Linked DNA regions of Rattus norvegicus: region 1 is linked to region 2. A link is a contact called in public Hi-C data. All regions are on one chromosome and are shown on one strand. The core of a region is the stretch at or near the end of the contact, and the rest is flanking DNA. Distances in the headings are between cores, read along the strand shown.

Region 1 (5,973 bases), core at 2,760-5,259, 36 kb before region 2:
CATTCATGTAGATGTGGAAGGCACCACATCAGTCCTCCTAATACCATCTTAAGTCTACAAAAGTGCTACAAAAGAGTTTTGAGAGAAAATCCCTATTTAATCTAATAAAGAATAAATTTCTTCTGATTCTCAAATACTCTAGGACAGTTCTCAAAACTTTGATCTTGGGACTTTAAATTCACATTTAAAGCATGAGCAATTTGAAGAGATTTCAAGTAATATAATTTATGATGCTAGAAATAAAAAACAGAAACTATTTTCAATTCATTCAAAATAATAACCATCACTTGATTACTTATAGTAATGCACTACACACACACACACACACACACACACACACACACACACACACACACATCCCCAGTGAGAAGAATCACACGATTTTACATTTGTACAAATGTAATATCTGGCTTTAGTGTGGCTTAGCTTAGTGGAAGATGGCAAGATTCATATGTCTGCTTCTGCCTTCAATCTGCTGAGATATGTTGTCTGATTGAAGTCCATGATGAAAACATGATTCCAAAGCAGATATGCCACTGGAAAAGGGGCGAGTGTGTGCATGGTCACGTGTAATTATGAGGAATGCAGTCAAGTTTAGAAAGTAGAGTTTCGGGGCTGGGGATTTAGCTCAGTGGTAGAGTGCTTGCCTGGGAAGCGCAAGGCCCTGGGTTCGGTCCCCAGCTCCGAAAAAAAGAACCAAAAAAAAAAGAAAGTAGAGTTTCTTCACTAGGGTTTTAGATTATATATAAGATATATCATCTAATTATAGTCAGTCAATTAAAGTCAGTTGGCCATCGCACACGTGACATGGGCCTTTCAGACAGCCACGACTTTCCAATCGCTGGGCATACGGAAATCATGCTGCACTGAGTGAGGCAGAGCCCCCTCACATTCAGTCCTGTCGACGTTTAACACAAGAGGCAAATTTGCTGCAATTACCTCAGACTCACGGGACAATCTGGCCATACTAAGTGTTGTCAAGCTCGAGGTGGCAAGTAAGGGGTTCTTAGAACTCCAATGTTTCATCAAAAGCACCAAGTGTCACTACTGAAACATGGCGGTTCTGTCACTTTGTTTTCTGTAGTAGCTACACACTGAGCCTTGAATGAGGACAGTCTGTCAATCTTTGGAGTACAAATGGCCTTTGTCCACAAGAAGCAACTTCACACGATTCACACATCTGCACGAACAAACACCCTTGAGAATCAGCTGACTCAGCATTCAGAAATGCTTCACATGCACCTTCTCCTGTGTCCCACAAAATTTTAGAGACCTGCTCAAAGGTTAGTGTCCGTTTAAGTTAAAATTCTACTTTGTCAAGAAAAAACTTTAAGAAATACTGGCATATTTCATTTTCTTTTGCTTTTGTAATGAGTGCACAGTAGCAAAGTAGTACCAGTAAGTAGTCCAGTGAGCTGTCCCACCTTGAATCAGGCCATGACAGCCACTGAGTTACAAGCCATTGCTTACACCAGATACAAATTTCAACTCAGTGAAAAGTTAAATGCTGGGCTGGAGAGATGGCTCAGAGGTTAAGAGCACTGACTGCTCTTCCAGAGGTCCTGAGTTCAATTCCCAGCAACCACATGGTGACTCACAACCATCTGTAATGGAATCTGATGCCCTCTTTTTTTTTTTTTTTTTTTTTTTTGGTTCTTTTTTTCGGAGCTGGGGACCAAACCCAGGGCCTTGCGCTTCCTAGGTAAGCGCTCTACCACTGAGCTAAATCCCCAGCCCCCTGATGCCCTCTTCTGGTGTGCCTGAAGACAGCTACAGTGTACTCACATACATACAATAAATAAATCTTAAAAAAAAAAAAAAGTTAAATGCTTTAATATCACCATGAAAATAGCTCTACCTAGGAATTGATGCTCTAATGTTAAAGAAAAAGTGAGATGCAGTAGGGGAAGAACGTAGTCAGAAACTGAATGGGGAAACTGTCATGAAGTACACCTGAGACCCCAGCTAAGACCAGGGAGCGAAGGGAAGGCCGTCATCAAACAAATCTTCTCACTGCACCATGAGTCTCACTTCACTATGATTACTTTAAAATCTAAAAGAAGAAAGGTAATGAGTCAGCTAAGGCTTCCTTCGCTGTGCCTTTTCCTGGCTTTTACAAGACCGGTGATTGTGGAAGGTATAAGGATAGGTCACCAGCACTCATTATAACTTCCAGGCAGATTCTTCCTAGAAAGACCGGAAAACACTGGTAGCAGTGACAACAGAGAGCCAGTTCATTGCAGCCTATAAAACTGCCCAATGACCCTGAGATTCTCCATGCTATCCTCGTACTGAACAAACTAACAAATTAGCAGTCAGCCACGGCTACCTCAGTGGTAGACTTGTAAAGTAACAAATTAGCAGTAAGCCATGGTCACTACCATGGTAGATTTGTAAAGTAACAAATTAGCAGTCAATCACGGTTACTACCTTACATAGATTTATAAAATAAAAAATTGTTAAGATAACTCCACTTAATGCTTCGAAACTGCCATGCAAATTTTCCCACTGTCAAAATAAAAATACATATTAAAGAAGTTTATCTGCAGAGGGATTCTACCATAGCACTCAGTATTTGAAATTTGAGATGCACACGCACTTACCATTTAGTCAAAGCAAATCTAAATTGTGCTGAAATTAACATAAATTCCTGAAGAGTTATAAAGACATAACATTTCATTTAAATATTGAAACTGCTACTATCTGGTACACAGCCTAGTGTACATAAGATTCATATTCTAAATCCTACAGCAAACAGCCTTCAGTTTGCTTTTGTGAAGCTTCAGGTTTCAACACACTCTACAGGACAACAGAAGAGAAGATTACACAAACTGGAGGACGGGAAAAAAATGCAGGGGTCCTCCTTGAGGCTCTGGATGAAGCATTAAAATAAATATATATATAACACATATATTCCATCTTACTGCTTCTTGCAAATCTGAAAGTATCTGCTGTAAGCAAAAGAAAGCACTCTGTTGGGAAACACTATGACTGTACTAAAAACTAAGCCAAAGGGAGGGCAGCACAAATTTCACGGTCGTTTGCAGATCTGAGAATTCTACAGGGGCAGTGAGCTGTGCTTGCTCACTCACAAACAACAAGCTTCCAGCACAGAGTTTTCCAGAAGACGCTCAAAGACTCGGTGAATGAGTGAATGGCTGTGGAGGGAGGGAAGAGGAAGAGATGGCAAGGGTATGAACATGAATTACATTTCCATATTTCCCAAAGGACACGCACTGTCCAGTGGACTCCACTAAAAGCTCAAGCATAAATAAGAACATCAGTATCGTGAAGTTAAGTGTAATTAACCATGCATACCCACCAGGCTTGACGTCCTTGTAAAGCAAGCTTTCCAAGCCATACATGAACTCCCCATGTGCACCTGCATCCCAGGGCAGCAGGAAGCGAAATGCAAAGCGTTATAAGACACCTTTAGTTTTGCAGACTTAGCTTCAGAACCACAGAAACCACACTGCAGGACATGTGAAGAGCCAGGGACATAAAACCATCCACCCCTACGGAAACATTCCCAGCGACGGCACGTCCATTCTCTCAACATAAAACCTTCCTTCCACATCAAACAAAAATTCTCCACCATGAAAGTTGAATCACATTGGGCAAGGCAGATAAACAGCACTGACGGCTTGGGTCTCATTGTCATCTCGCATTTTCAAACACAACACAAATGTGTCATCTGGGTTCTCCTCCTGCCTGTCATGTGGCCCGTTTTCGTTAAGTTCCTATGATATCTGCCACTAGCTTTAAAATCAGATGAGAAAGTCTCCGCTTACTTCACTGTGTGACTTGTTCCTTGCAGACAAGGAGCCTGCAGGCTTTGCTCACTGGAGTTAATACTGGCTAGACAGCTCCCTCTCCCACTTCCCTCCCAAAGGAAGCACAGCAACTTCAGACTTTTAAAGAAAGGCTTGTGAACTCCCACTCCTCGGCCAGCTGGAGGCTAAAGTTCACCTTTGCACCAGGTAATGTGATTACTGACCTCATCGCCCTGTCATTCAGGTCTCTTTAAAGTGATCTCAGCTAGTTTCCCAACCGTACATGCAAATACTCTGTCTCAAACCCTTAACGTCCAGCTCTCCCCACATGTGCCTGGCCTTTTCTACCCTGCCTACCCTGCCTCCCTGACCTGAAGACCTCTTTCTCTCTTCCATGTTCACAGAACCCACTGAGCTGCACAACTTAACCGTGTCACCCCATTCTGATCTCCTGACACTCTACCTGGACCTTTTTGATGGGACATAACACTTTCTCCTGTTTGTCACTAAAAAAAATGCCTTACTTGCCCAATTCAAATTGCTTGACATGAGAGTTCCATTTTCAACAACATATAAGACCATAGTGCCTCAAAATTCCCCAGAAGCTAGCACACACAGCATGCGACATCCTACTTTTGAACCTCCTTAATACTGAGTTTGGAGTTTTTATTGCTATTTGTTGGCAGGTCTGTGAGGATGGGAATTTCCTGAGGAAAGTTTGTGGTGTGTGTGTGTGTGTGTGTGTGTGTGTGTGTGTGTGTGTGTGTGTATGTTTAGTTTTTTCAAACAGTTCTATAGTGACCTCACCTGTGCCATCCTCCTGTGTACGAGAATTACGGGTATGAACTACTACTTACAGAATCTTGAATGTGATATTCTAAACCCAGGGGAAAAAAAAATCTAGCATTCGGTCTTAGGAGAACTTTCAGTCACACTGGTAGCTATTAGATGTGTCCAGCAAACACAGGCGGAAACAAAAGAACAGGTAAGGAAGCCATGGAGGAGCTAATTCAACAGAGGAATAATAGGACAGGCCCGACAAGACTATGTTTGCAGACCCAAAACCTAAGTAAATTTTAAACTACGCAGGCACTGAAGGTGAAGCTCAGCAGTAGAGCTCCTGCCTAGTGAGGAAGGGAGCTCATTTATGCAGCACTAAATAAACCAGGAGGGAAAAAAGCAATTCAGAAGGAAAACTCCAAGAAAAAAAAATAATAATAAGACATATGTAGGGAAGACTGGAGCAGGAATTAAAAGAGTTGGAAAATACCTGAAAAACCACCAATTCGTCTGTGGAAAACTTAGTGCATTTCATAGCAGATTAAACAAAGAATGAGGGGAGTATTTGCAAGTCAAGAAAATCAGGACCTCTAGAAAGAAATATAACCATAGGCTATCATTAGGCCTTTATACTGAGCAATCACCTTGTCATAGTACATAACTGGCCTAAAATTACCACCCACACAGACTTTTTGAAAGTGCAAAGGGCATCTCTCTGTGGTCTTTGGGCTCGTGTCAACAAAAGACAGGGGATTAGGGTGAAGAAAAAAAAAAAAAAAAACAGCAATGGCAGACATAAAAAAAAAAAAAAAAAAAAAAACCACAATGGTGGACATTAGTGAACCAGAAAACAACAGCATTGAGACTCCTAAAACATAAACTGGCTTATAAGAACAGAGTATGAAGGACAACAAAATGTGCGCAGGGGACTGCCATCTATCACCCTAACTGCTGTGGGGAACCATTTTATTGTTAAGTGTATGTATATATTACCTTGCAAAATTAACATTTTAAACGTGGAGAAACTGTATATGATGGCCTTCCCAAGTACAGAAAGCCACTCCAAAGAAATAGAAAGGAAAAGTTTATTATAGCTAAGCAAATTCTATAAAATTGAAATAAAAGACTTCAGGCTTTGTTCCAAACAACAGTAACAGCATTTTAAGGAAGCTACGTGTTTTAGAGTAAATCAACAAGAGGTTCCATCCTCACTCGTACTTATCTGCCCGTGCAGGCCGGAACATCCCCTCTCCTTATCTCCCTGAGTCTCCACACAGGCAATGGTACCCCAGACTTTAAAATCAAGAAAGACTGGGAAAGCAAGTCTGAAAAAGCGTGATAATTATGTAATAACTACTGATTAATATGGTAAGATGAGAAGCAGTTAAACAATGGTTCTCAACCTGTGGGCTGTGACCCC
Region 2 (6,493 bases), core at 2,561-5,060:
TTATGGCTTTGTAAGCCAGAATTAATGAGGGTAAGAACACCTTAGTTTGTCTCTGCCTTTCACTCATGCACCAAAGAATGTGTGTGCGGGACACACACACACACACACACACACACACACACAGAGTTCACAGATCAGGGGGAGGTCTAAGCAGATCAAAGGCAGGAGACAGCACAGCAAGGAAGTTTGACACAACACCCGGCTCACCCAAAAGGCAGCAGGTCTCACGCTTGCCAGTGCTTCCAGCCTTTAATACAGTTCCTCGTGTTGTGGTGACCGCCAGCCATAACATCATTTCATTGCTACTTCCTAACTGTAGTTTTGCTACTGCTTTCAAACTGTAATGTGAATACCTGATAGGCAGGCTATCCTGACATTCGAGGCCCAAGGCGTTGTGGCCCCCATGTTGAGAACTGCTGACCTGAGCACAGTAAGAGAAATGAGGGGTTCACCAGTGTTCCACACGCTAATAGCCAAATATGCAGCAGAGGATGGCCTTGGTGGGCACCAGCGGAAGGAGAAGCCCTTGGTCCTGCCAAGGTTGGATACCCCCCCCAGTGCAAGGGAATGTCAGGGGGGACGTGGTAAGGGGTGGGGAGGTGGGGAGGGGAACACTCTTATAGAGGAAGGGGGAGGGGATAGCAGGCTTATGGACAGGAAACTAGGAAAGGGAGTAACATTTGAAAGGTAAATAAAGAAATGTATCCAATAAAAAAAATAATAATAACCAGAGAGCAAAATCCTGCACTCCACACTCTCTGGGGCTAAGGAGATGTGTGAGCATCAGCAGGTAACCTCTCTTGCTTCCTAGATGCTCAACCTCCTGTGTGCCGTGAATCTGTTTTTCTTTATTACTTTCATTTTATTGACACACACCAAAAAATGTGTTCATTTTACAAGCTATAACACAATGTGATTCAAGGTTTATCTAAATATCAAGGAATTTTCTGATGAGGATAATTAACGTAGCCGTCCCTTTAAACCTGCATCTGCCTGGATGGTGAATGCATTCAAAATCTTCCCTAGCTATTTTCAGTTATAGATAATGCAGTATTGTTAACTATCTCCACCCAGCTATGCCACAGAACACTAGAACATATGTCTCCTCCTTAACCTCAACCTCTCCCATACCATCCTCACTAAATCTGTTTTTAAATGTTCCTCTCCCATTTACTCTGAGGACACATCCAGTCAGAGTGGATGTTGTTTTCACAGATCCACCTCAAGATATCCCCATGGCTACAGGCACGAGCTCAGAATGATCACCGCCTTCTTCTGAGTAGATTTGTATGTCCTAGACACCTGGCCGGACCAGATCACAGCGATGTCCCAAGTACTGGATGGCTCATGCTTCCGTGTTCTGAAAAACATGAGACTTCCGTGGTCACAGAGACTTGGGCCACGAGGGCGCTGCTCTGTTGTTTTCAAGAAACCTTATACAGGAAATGTCTCCAAGGTATTACTAAAGACGATGCACTGTTAATAAAAATAAAACAAGCCCACTTTGCTTGGCTGAGCAGAGAGGTGTTTTTCAAGACTTTCAGTGTGAATCAGCTAATTCCTGGCTAAACAAACACACATTGTAACAATAACAACGGCTGTTAGCCAGCACTTGCTGTCTGCCCAGAGAACTCACAAGAAGGTCATTACTCTGACAAGAGCCTATGTGATATATATGACCACTTCCGTCTACAAGCTGGGTTCAGTGGAAGAGTGACATTGAGTCACAATTTCTCAGACTGAGTTCTCACAGTCCTTGTCCCTTTAACCAACATCCAGGATCACATGGAATCAGCAGCACTTTTCTTCAGGAAAGAAAATGAATTTGAACATATGTCGATGCCCTTTAGGTATCACTTAACAATTACTCTATCACAGACTGAACCTTGGTCCAAGAATTTGCAGCAGGAACAGAGAAGTTACAAGATGAAGGAGAAGCTAGTCATAGACCCAGGGACCCTTTTCCGATCCTTGCTATCAGACTAAATATTGAAAGAGTCCAAAGCCCCTGGAAGCTGGAGAGATGGTTTCATGGCACTTGATGGCTCTTGTGAAGGACCAAAGTTTGGTTCCCAGCACCCACGTGGGGCAGCTCACAACTGTGACTCAGCTCCACGGAATTCGTCGCCCTCTTCTGGTCATTGGGTGCATCTGCATGCAGGTGCATGAACGTGTGTGTATGCTCTTGTGTGCATACGCATATTAAAAATAAAATAGTTTTACATTTTTTTCACTACCTACATGGCTAGATGAAATTCAATATTTCAACTTTACCATTTCCGTCTTCTTCTAAGAGTTGAACTTAAGATGATCGAGTCTGGGACAGCCTGAATTCATATATCTATCATGACAGTTAAAACCCAGGAAGCTTTCTGTAAATTCTGCTTTAAACACATGAATGATCCAAGGAGGTTTTAGTGTAGTGACAATGGATATAACAGCTAATATTATGCACATCTGGTCCTGTGCCACACTGTTCATTTGCACCACCTATTTTACCTGAGGGCAAACCTACACAGTGTATTATTGTGGTCTTTACACTGGATACCAAGACTCAGAAACACTCAGTAACCTGCTCATAGTAAAATACTACTACCCGGTCATGAATTCAAAGCCACTTTTCTTAACTTCTGTCACCGTTCCCTGTCATTGCAACAATACCGATACTCACTGTGTCTTTAGCATTTGCTATGCTCCATACACATTGCATAATGATACATATTAATCCCCTAATAGCTCATTTACTATTCATTAATGGGCATTCCTTTCCTTTCCTTTCCTTAATAACAATGGGTAAGTTATTTAACATCTGAAGTGCTGGGGGTGTTTGTTTTATAAGACATGGATAATCCAAATTTCCTCAGGTTCCTGTGACAACTTTAGAGATTAAGCCTTCTAGCACGTTGTCTGTACGTCCTGTATGCAAAACACGCACAGGACATGCCCCAAACAGAAGTCCCCTTTGCCTAAAAGTGACTTAACTCACTCAACACTGATTGGAGAGGCCGTTCCTTTTCAAGGCAGCAACTGAAAAATACCCATTGTTCATACTCTAATTCAAACATCTCGGCATCTCTTTCAACTCAAGCTGCAAGCAGCTCTTAAAGGATAAACACCAGTTTTCCAAAAAAAAAAAAAAGGATGGAGGTCTGAGCCAGGCACAGTTTGCAAAGGTCAGATATGGTTAGTGTGTGTCTCCAAAAGGATGGTGCCAACGGCTGGATGTATGTAATCCCTAATTAAAAATTAGCATCCTGCTTAAGAAGGTTCTGGTTCTTAAATATATATATCTTAAGTGTACACTAAATGATTTCTTTGCATAGGAATACACCCCTGTAACCCCACCCAAGACAAATATGTACCGTTTCCGGAACCCCATAACCCCCACCATCACTCCAGAGTGATTTTAAATCAACAGAGAAATGACCGCTAAAATCAGAACAGAATGCAGAAAGTAAAAGAACTTTCAATGCTGGCAGCAAGAAGGTGGGAGATGGGAAAGGTCATTTAGGTAAGACAAAGCTGACGTCTGGCTTCTTTCCAATGGTGCGTGCAGAGTGTTTCTGTGCACCCACGGTCATTTTGTCCATCCGTCCTCATAAGGACTGTGACGTGGTCCACACTTAATCCTGTTTTCCATGTGAGGAAACAAACTCAGAGTTTTGGAGAACAGCTCCAACTGCCGCAGGACTGGCTGCAGGATCAGCTCAGCAAATCCATCCACGTGGCAGAGGGACCTGGGAGGGCCTGGCGTCAGGTTACTAAGCAGCATCGTGACAGCCAGTATAAAAGCTCCGACCAGCTATCCTGGAACACCAGGGATCAACTCTGCCGCGCGCTCTTTGAATTTCTCTGCGTCTCTCCAGTTGGAAAACCATCTGACTCTGAACACCAGGTAAATGAATGGGGAACCCAGTTCCCTCCTGGATGTGAAAAGACCAGGGTGGCCTGAAGCTCTCTGGAAGGAGTCTCAGTCTCTCTCTCTCTCTCTCTCTCTCTCTCTCTCTCTCTCTCTCTCTCTCTCTCTCTCTGTGTGTGTGTGTGTGTGTGTGTGTGTGTGTGTGTGTGTGTGTGTGTGTGTGTGTGTTCTCGCGGATAACTGGAGTGTACTAGACATTTAAGGTTTCAGGAAATGGATGCATAAATGTTCAAAGCAACGCGCCTCTTGGCACTAGGGACAGAGGCGAAAGGTTAAAAGACAAAGGTAAAGAGGTAAGACGGGAAAGACTGCAGCAAGCTGCAAATCTACCTGACATCTGACTACAGTCAGAGTGGGTGATATACGATTGTTTGTCAATCTGTAAAAACAGTTTGTAATTGGGGAGAGGGGTGCATTTTGTCTTGTAAGATTCAGGACTGGACGAAGTCGAAGAAAAGGAGACAGACATTCCTGCTTTCCTCCAGACTGCCTCTGACAGTTATAATTACGCGTTTATGTGTTGCAGGCAGCTTCGAACAGAGGATCACCCGGTTCTGACACTAGCGGCCAGATGTGGTGTCTGGAGCGGCTCTTGCGGGACCGAGATGGGTTTCTCCCGGGGCGTGCCCGCCGCTCCAAGGCTCGTTCGTCCGCGGCGTGCGCAAACGTGCTCACTCCAGACCGCATCCCAGAGTTTTGCATCCCGCCGAGGTTGGAGCCTAGCACGGCTTCGGCTGCGCTGCGCGATGCCTGGGCTGCGGACGTGGAGTCCGACGATGGCGCGGGCCTCACGGACTGGGACCCGCGCTCTCAGGCTGCGCTCTCGCTGCCGCACCTGCCCCGCGCGCGTACCGTTTACGGCTTCTGTGCGCTGCTCGAGAGCCCGCACACGCGCCGGAAGGAGTCGCTCTTCCTCGGCCACCTAGGTGCCCCGGTCCGCCGGCCCGGGCTTCGCCACCGCACACACACCTATGCGAGCCCGCACCGAGTCTCGGACGCTCCGCGCCCTGCGCCGGGTGACCCAGACGCCGCCCGGGTTCCGACGCCCACTCCCGCTCCTAGCAGACGCCGCCTCCTACACTCCCCCGGTAGGCTGCTGAGCCGCGCGCTGCGGGCCCCCCGCGGTCCGGCCAGAGCGCGCCCGGGGTCCCGCGGCGACGAGCACGAGCGCGCCGCCTCCTGCGCGCCCCCGGCCCCCACCCGCCCGGATCCCCAGCGCCTGCAGGCCGAGGCCAACGTGGCTCTGGGCCGCGGGGGTTGCACGCTGCGCCTGGCGGCCGAGTACTGTCCGCGCAGCGCCTGCCTCCGCCTCCGCCTGCTGCGCGCTGAGGGCCCGGCCGCGGTGCTCGAGCCCCGCGCCCTGGGCTGTCGCCTCAGCCTGGTGCTGCGGCCGTCCGGCCAGCAGCGCGCCAGTGTGGTCCGCCGCAGCCGCAAGGCCGCCCTGGACCAGGACTGCTGCTTCGACGGGCTCCCGGAGGAGCAACTGCGCCGCCTGGCGGTGCGCATCAAGGCCGAGAGCAAGGGCCGCGGGCTGGAGCGCAGACGACCACTGGGCCAGGGCGAGCTGCTGCTGGGCTCTCTGCTACTGCTCTGAGCGCGGCTTCCCTGGCGTCCTGGACACCTAAGGTCGCTTAGTCATGAGATGCACAGAGACTCTTGGCCCAGGGACACTTGCAGCCTTTTGGTCCTGGAACACTTGCAGCTTCTTGGCCCTGAGACACTCTTAGGTCCTGGCACACTTTCAGCCTCTTGGCTCTTGGACAGTGACTGACAGCCATTTGTACAAAATAAACATGTGTTCATTTTTCTAATCAGGGCTTTGTTTCGGGCCAATTCTGGCAGAGATGATCCTGGACTATCACAGTAACATATGTAGCTTCTTTTTGTGTGGGCACCTTAAAAATTTTTGTTGAGCAATGGGGTAGTGTGGTTGAGCAGTGTTCCCCACTATAGACAGCAATTGAACTTAATGTGTTCACACATTCCAACGGGAAAATATAGTTAATGTCGTCCAGTGTTAGACCAGCCTCGTTTTAAAAGTTAGTTCATTCCATGGCATCCTTTGAGACTGATAGTGTCAGTTACTTAGATTGCGTTAAGATGTTACATAAGAAAGGCCAAGGGTCTTAGGATGAATGGGTAAAGGTGCTTGCCACCAAGTCTCATCGCCATAACTGGGATCGAGTGAGGATTGTGGGACCTTCGTGATGGAAGAAGAGGAAAAGTTCCTGCAAGCTTTCCTCTGGTGTGACTCACCCCAACCCCAGTAGTAGGCACGGCTATTCCCATCTTGCAGATGAGAATACTGAGGCACAAAAATAAAGAAAATTTGGGGTTTGAATGTAGGACATCAGTATTAAAATGCTTGCCTGCGGATTGGGGTATAGCTCAGTTGGTACAGTGCTTGCCTAGCACATACGAAGTCCTGAGTTCCATCCCCAGAACTGTATGAATCTTAGGTCCTTTTAACATGTACCTGTAGTCACAACACTGGGAGGCGGCAGCAGATGTGTCAGAAGTTCAAGGCCATTGTCAGCTATACAGGGAGTTAAAAGGCAGCATATGCTATATGAG

What was found. A called contact is a pair of places that touch in the nucleus more often than the background predicts.
Region 1: a Hi-C map of liver shows a contact between it and region 2, with 4 times the contacts expected there. The contact joins the enhancer-like site here to the promoter of C2cd4a in region 2. A contact is called at or near these places in 6 of 12 Hi-C or Micro-C datasets (hepatocytes, kidney, liver and 1 more).

What each region holds. Positions count from the first base shown.
Region 1 is chr8:77,384,552-77,390,524 of GRCr8, reverse strand. It overlaps Vps13c (vacuolar protein sorting 13 homolog C), which reads right to left. Exons shown (of 85, transcript XM_056984521.2): 6 at 3,323-3,382. Among named protein-coding and RNA genes, the nearest start is that of Vps13c, 28 kb to the right of the region's middle. Within about 2 kb of position 4,009, at least 3 of the 93 cell types and tissues checked have an H3K27ac peak or open chromatin away from gene starts, as enhancers often do. A contact at or near this core is called in hepatocytes and liver, where this site is marked.
Region 2 is chr8:77,348,238-77,354,730 of GRCr8, reverse strand. C2cd4a (C2 calcium-dependent domain containing 4A) reads left to right here and starts at 3,810. Exons shown (of 2, transcript NM_001399017.1): 1 at 3,810-3,895; 2 at 4,446-6,493. The coding sequence starts at 4,491. The coding sequence ends at 5,513.